Linked DNA regions of Capsicum annuum: region 1 is linked to region 2. Evidence: chromatin contacts called from public Hi-C data. All regions are on one chromosome and are shown on one strand. Each heading gives the region's core, a stretch centred on a gene start, on an enhancer-like site or on the middle of the called end of the contact. The rest is flanking DNA. Distances are from core to core; before and after follow the strand shown. Region 1 holds the start of LOC107877949 (auxin response factor 19). Region 2 has its middle 46 kb from the start of LOC107877139.

What was found. Hi-C and Micro-C count contacts between places; a contact is called where the count stands out from the background.
Region 1: a contact with region 2 is called in a Hi-C map of placenta, with 3 times the contacts expected there. The contact joins the promoter of LOC107877949 here to the enhancer-like site in region 2. A contact is called at or near these places in 2 of 5 Hi-C or Micro-C datasets (leaf and placenta).

Annotation. Positions count from the first base shown.
Region 1 is chr7:69,784,364-69,788,107 of UCD10Xv1.1, reverse strand. LOC107877949 (auxin response factor 19) reads right to left here and starts at 2,219. Exons shown (of 13, transcript XM_016724771.2): 1 at 1,761-2,219; 2 at 1,103-1,215. The coding sequence starts at 1,824.
Region 2 is chr7:69,399,396-69,402,791 of UCD10Xv1.1, reverse strand. No RefSeq gene overlaps it. Among protein-coding and RNA genes, the nearest start is that of LOC107877139, 46 kb to the right of the region's middle. Within about 2 kb of position 1,366, at least 1 of the 5 cell types and tissues checked has an H3K27ac peak or open chromatin away from gene starts, as enhancers often do.

The DNA of each region.
Region 1 (3,744 bases), core at 970-3,469, 380 kb before region 2:
TTAGGAGAGAAGAAGGTTTTTAAAATGTCAAGTATTTTTTGAGGAAAATAGAAATAATTGAATGATATTCTTGTCTTAAAAAAATAAAAGTGATATTTGAAGGCAATTGCCAAAACATGAGTGACCATCTGTCGAAATTACCCAATTCTGTATAAGCATAAATCTACAGATACTGATACAAGGTTGCATGTTACACCAGAGACACCATAATAGATCGGGGAAAAAAAGGTGTGATCCAAAAGTAAATAAATGAGTCTTACTATTGGATATGAAAAGAACGAAATAAATACAATGTATTCTACCATCAAAATCAACAATTAACACCAATTATTTTACCCATACACGTCAGCAGCCTGACATAAGTAGTACTCCCTCTTCTAAAAAAGAATGACTTTGATACAAAATTTAAAAAAATAAAAAAAAATCTCAGGTCTTAAATTAAAATTATATTAAATATATAAAAAAATTCTTTAATCTTGTGGTCCTAAACATGTCATATAAAAAACTAAAATTAAAATATTACTAAAAAAAAAATCACTTATTTTAAACGAATTAAAAAAAAGAGTAGGTCCCTTTTTTCAAGAGGAGGAGTATAAATATAAGGTGTAGGTGCGCCATATAAAATGTATAAAATTTTGTTCTTTCCGGCACCCGACTATTTCTGCCGACACATTTATGTAATTTAAATCTTAACCTCATAACTTTTACCCACTTAATTAACCACGAAAAAAAATTCTTAGAAGTCACAAAAGGATTTATTTTACTCTTTTTACCCCTTCAAAAGAATTTCCAATCTTTTGCTTCTGGCTTGAATCCAAAATCTTAAGAAAGAAAAACATAGAGGGGTCGTTTGATAGATTGAATGATCAAATGAGAAAAGTAAGAGATATCTCATATAACTAGTTCATCCCAAATAGGATAGTAATTCCACTATTTCAATACAAATTGTGAATTAGTTAAACCTCATAGAGTAAAATTAATTCTAATTCTTATTCGAAATTTTTTTTCCGCACCAAACGACCCGGGACTGGAGTGTTTGCCATCCGACGAATCCCTCTCGTCAAGTCACAAAAGGGTCACAGTTGAATTATTAAAAAAGTACCTGTTCACTGTGACCTTGAGGAAAGTAGACGACGTGGGTCCCAGCAGCCGGTAGGTTCACCAGAGGACCGGCGCAGGCCTGCCATAGTTCTGAGTTTATGCTCTTCTTCTCTACTGCAAAAATAAAAAAATAAAAAAATACCATTCAATTTTTAACACACCCTTTATTTATTTATTTATTATTTTACAACAAATCAAAGTTTTCCAAGAAAAAAGACCCCAAATGTAAAAATGGGTTTGAAAAAATAAAGGAAAACTATTTATTCTCGGTAGATTGAAAAACTATGAAAAAAGTAAAAGAATATTTTTCCAAGAAAAGACTCATTTGTTTTGCTTAGCAACTTTTAACAAACGTGCAAGTGTTTTCATCTTTCTTTCCAAGGAAAAAAACATAGTTTACATGTTATTGAGGAAAAAAAGGACATAATATGACAATAAAAGTAAAAGGAAAAAACAATATTTTCCAGGAAAATTCATTGGAAAGAAAAGCAAAATTAAAGTTTGAAGAAATAGACAAAAGTTGAGAAAGAAAAATAGCTTTGTCTCTTTGATTCCACGATTCTTACAATGCATCTGATTATTACTTTACTTGAGAAAGTATATACGTACCAAAAAATATAATATTTATTATATGTATTATATTTATGATATTGACAGACCTTCGGCAGGATTCCCGTTGGCAGTATGCTGCTGAACTCCGGCACCGTTCGCCGGCGTTTTCATTTTCTCTTGATATCTTTCCAGATAAGAAAAACAAGAAAGAGTACCCAGATATTCTCACCGGAGATTCATCTCATCAAACTCCGGCAACACAAAAAAAATGAGAAACTCAATAGATTTTTTGTACTCTGTATTATGCTCCCTCGAGCTAAGAAATGCAAAAACGAAAACTAGAGTGGTCGCCGGCGGGAATAAGGGGGTAAGTTTTCCAGCGAACAGTGGCCGGGAAACTAGGAAGAAAGAGAAAGAGGAGAGAGGGTGAGGGTGGGGGAAAGACAAAGGAAGCTTTGCAAAAAAAAAGGGGTGTTGAGGATAGCAGAGACCAAATGCTGCAGTTTTACTTTAAATTGCCCCCGCTTCAACTAGACACACACCATCTTCTCTCTGGGTGTGTTTGGTATGATGACATTTTCCTATTTTTCCTTCTATAACTTTGGAAAAATAATTTTTAAATGAACTGATTTTTCTTTGTTAGAATGAAAATGACTTTCCTCATAGGTGAAAAGAAATATTTTTTAAAAAATATTAAGATGGAACTTATAAAAAATTGAAATCAAAATATGAATAAAGTGATTAAAATAGGTCACATATTTAATAAATTATCAAAATAGACTAAACATAATAATTATACCTTTTTAAAAGCGGTTTGATAGCGGATGTGTACAGTAAAAAAGTTTTAGTGAAACGTAATACTCCCTCTGTTTCATAATAAATGAACTGTTGAATTTTGATATACTGATTAAGAAAAAAGCATTAAAGATATAAATTTAACATAACTTTTCATTTTTATCCAAAAAAAAGAAAAAGTTGACCTTGTAATACTTTTTTTAAAAGTTAATTGATTGTCAAATCATAAGGGTAAATTTGAAAAAAAATTCAATGATTCACTTATTTTGAAACACCAATAAATACTCCAACAATTCACTTATTTCGAAACGGATGGAGTAATAATTTATTACGTTTTACAAAACTCTTTTATAAAACGTAATAATTTATTACGTTTTACAAAAATTTTTATAAAACGAAATAATTTATTACGTTTATATGATTTGACATAAAGAAGTGGTTTGATAGTACAGTTTTTAAAAAAAAAATTATAAATTAAAACTTTATATTACAATTTATAAATTATAAATTTTTATTACATTTTTTACCAAAATTTTTTAAAAGTTATTGCTTTGTTTTGTCAAATCAAGTACTATCTAGCTCACTATTTTTTATTTTTTCTTTCATAAATCGTATTAAAAATTTACTTTTTAATAAATATAAAAATAAAAAATACGTAATTATAAATTTATTTTATTAATACGTAATAAAAAATTACATTATTTTTTAAATTTGGTAAGATAAACGTATAATTATTGATGTCATGTCTCATACGAACTGACCGAATGATTAAAATGTGTAGTTAAATATTATGTTTTAGAAAATATATTATATTTTTAATTAGAGGACCACATGCTCATGTAAAGTTAAAATTTAGATAGAAAAATATATATTTTCTATTCACCAATCAAGTATCATAAAATATATTTTCCACTCATTATCTAGAAAAATATTTTTCATGAAAAATATTTTCTATCATACCAAACACACCCTTGTCGCTCACTTTTCTCTATATATGTAAACTTATATTTTGCAATGAAAACTTTTTCAGAAAATGCCCCTTTCCTTTTTCTCTCTCTTTCTTTCTTTTTCTCTGTCTTGCTTTCTTGCTTGGGTGTTCCTTCTTCTTTCTCTCTTTCTTTTTTCCTTTGGGTGGATAAATAATACTCCATCATAAGTACAGTATGTTTTTTTTGAAAAAATATATATTCTGTGTTTGTGGCTATGGCCTAGCAAAGTTGACCATTGAGGTGAAACTTCAAAAGGATGTCTTTTTTTTTCAAGTATCCTCGCAGTTGGCAGTCGTGAGATTAATTT
Region 2 (3,396 bases), core at 117-2,616:
CTGGTTTCTATTTTATTTTAGTATGTCTTATTCCTTTTTATGTTATGTCATCCATCATGCTGCATGTTTCATTACACTTTTGTTTACCATTCACTATCTTGAGCCAGGGGTCTATTGGAAACAACCTCTCTACTTCTTTGGAAGTAGCGGTATGGACTGCGTACATTTTACCCTCCCCAGACCCCACTTTATGGGAATACACTAGGTTTGTTGTTGTTGTCACAGAAGGAAAAAATGATATAATTCCTTTGAACTTATATTTTTGGTCCTTAAATTCAACCACACCCCTCTTTTTCTTGCTAATCCCAGAAATAATGTAGTACACATTTCTTTTAATAATTGAAAGTAAACACAGTGTGATAAATATATGAACAATTTGACTCCTAATGATAAATAACTTCATAGCATTGAATATATATCGCAAAATATGAAATTTATTATGATAGCTATGTAACGATCTTGTAATTAATTTTCTGTGATCATATATGAGTTTAAGAACTTGTTAACAAATAAAAATGTTGTTCTGTCTTGATTTAACTCATTTGGAAAAATCAAAAGGCTGAAACTTTTATGAGATACATGTAATAACATCAGTAATAGGCATATCGATCTTTAGCAATATTTATTACACGGGGAAAACAACTAAACATGATAAAATACATTAACCAACCTAAAGCTTGAACCTGATAATTCAAACTACCTAAACTTTCACCAAAAAAAAAAAAAAAACTACCTAAGCTTCTCAATGCGAAAAAAACGTTGTTGCTTTAAGATCGTGTAAATGACTTTGCCTTTCACAAAAATTATTTATAGCCACATGAATATTTGATCTTTTCCTAAGATTTATCTAAAGAAAAAAATTAATTGACTTGAAAGTCCTAAATTTTAGGTACATAATTCAAATATGGAAAGAATTAATATCTAAATCTTAATAATTTTTAAGTTTTAAAAAATTTAAAAAATAACAAAAAGTCAATTTTGTCTATTACATAATGTTTTAACAAAGCACAAAAGTTTCAAATAACATTTTTAAGGCATTAACATTTTATAATATATTATAGATTATAGATAATAATACATTCAAAAAGGAAAGCGAAATTCTTACTTATAGGGTAAATTACATAATTACCCTATGTGCATGCATATCCTATATGTTACGTGTATATGGATGCGTATTTAATGTATATTTTAGAAAGAAAAATACTACTACATTTTAAAACAAAAGATCGCTAATTTTTCGTAAAAACATTAATGTTATTGTTTAGCGAAAAAAAATAGTAAATCAATTTACAGAGTACTTGTACCTCTCCCATTGGTGTATAATTGTGGGTCCTGTTAGCTTACTTGCAGTAGCATGGTAGGTAGGGCCCACCCTAATGGAAAATATAGCACGAGGTTGTTGAATGAGGTGGAGTTGATCCGTAATATCTTTGAGGAGGGCTGCTTTTTGAGTGTGAAAGTGTGGTGTGAAGCGAATCTCCGCCGTTGATTTTAGCAGTGCGCGTGAGTTTGCTTCTGCTTCATCCCCCTAAACTTGCTTTGATCGCCGTTCATTATATTGGAAAATAAAAGGCGGTCCTACTTTTGACAGAATATAAAATATTATTCCTACTTCTTTTGGCTAAATAAAGTAATTTAAAGTATTTTAAACAAGAACTACTATTTAACTCTTCCAATATTCTCTCGCACAAATAATAACAGTTCTGGTCCTTAAGTAACTACTTCCAATATTCTCTCGCACAAATAATAACAGTTCTGGTCCTTAAGTAACTTTTAATTTTAATTTAGGTGATTCAAATTTAAAGTCTATCATTTTTTATAATAATTTAAAATTTATATTGTTGGACAATAAAATTTTTGAGATCGAAAATAATAATCGAGAAAAAAAAAATACTGCAATAATCGATTTATTGATTTCAATGTGAGTTACAATCTCTATGAATCCTCTGATTCGCTTTTTTAACAATAAATTCAAGGGCTTCGAGCTTTATCTTGAACTTGAACTTGATTGGTAAACTTGATGGATTTGATCTTGACTTGTGCTTGAATCCAAAGAGCTTTGTAGCTTGTTCTTGAATCTTGCAGCCTTGATCTTGAATCTTGATTTGTGTTTTGATGAACTTGATCTCGACTTGTACTTGAATTCCTTGATCTTGAAGCTTGAGCTTGTTCTTGAATCTTGAAGCTTGAATCTTGATTTGTATTTTGATGAACTTGATCTTGACTTGTACTTGAATTCAAGTGTCTTTGAGCTTATTCTTGAATCTTGAAGTCTTGATCTTGAAGCTTGAGCTTGTTCTTGAATCTTGAAGTCTTGATCTTGAAGCTTGATGAACTGATCTTGAATTCTTGAATTTGTAGAGAAATCTGTTGTGTTTGATCCACAAGCTCTCTCTTGTTTCTTGCTAGAATTGTTGGTGTTTTTTTAGAATTATGAGGCCTCTATTTATAGTTATAGATAGTAAAGAGTCATAATAAATATGAACTTTCTTTGACCAATCAGATTTAAGTGACATGATCTTGATAAATATGAATTTCCTTTGACCAATCAGATTTAAGTGACATAACACATTTTATGGGCTTCTTAATTCACTAGGCTTGCTGCATCATTTTGACATGTGATATGGTCCCATTAGCTCCCTCACTTGACTTGGCATGCCCTGTCATTCGACACGCGACGCCAAATTGGGCTTCTAGAATATGATGACATTTTGGGCTTGCTAAAATGAGCTTAGTCATTTGTGGCCCAAATTAATATGATGACTTCTTGGGCTTGCTAAAGTGCGCTTAGTCATTTGTAGCCCAAATTAATGGTCTAACCCAATTGAGGTTGGACTTTAATTAAATCCATATATGTTTGGACTCAACCAATTAATTCAATTATATTTATCCGTAATATTTGTTTGAGATTAATATATTTTGAATTTAATATAATCCAAATTTTGTACGGATTTAAATTTAACAAAATTTGTTACCTATAAATTGCCCCCTACTTCAAGGTTGGTCGAGTGTATACTTTAGAGACTAGACTTGAAATGTGATTATTTAGGCATGATATCTAATTTCAAATAGATTTTGGAAAAAATTTTACCGCCTTATTTAACCAGGAATAAAACTCTTCCAATTTGAATTTATATTGGAGAAGAAAACAACCTCCAATTTAAATTTGTGCGGGAAAATAAAATAAATTCCAATTTAAATTTGTATGGGAGAAGAAAACAACCTCCAATTTGAATTTGTATTGGAGATGGAAACTCTTTCAATTTAAATTTGTATGGGAGAAGAAAACAACAGTCAATTTGAATTTGCATTGGAGATGAAAACTCTTTCAATTTGAATTTGTATGGAAGAAGGAATCAATCTCCAATTTGAATTTGTGTTAGAGGTGGGAGCTCT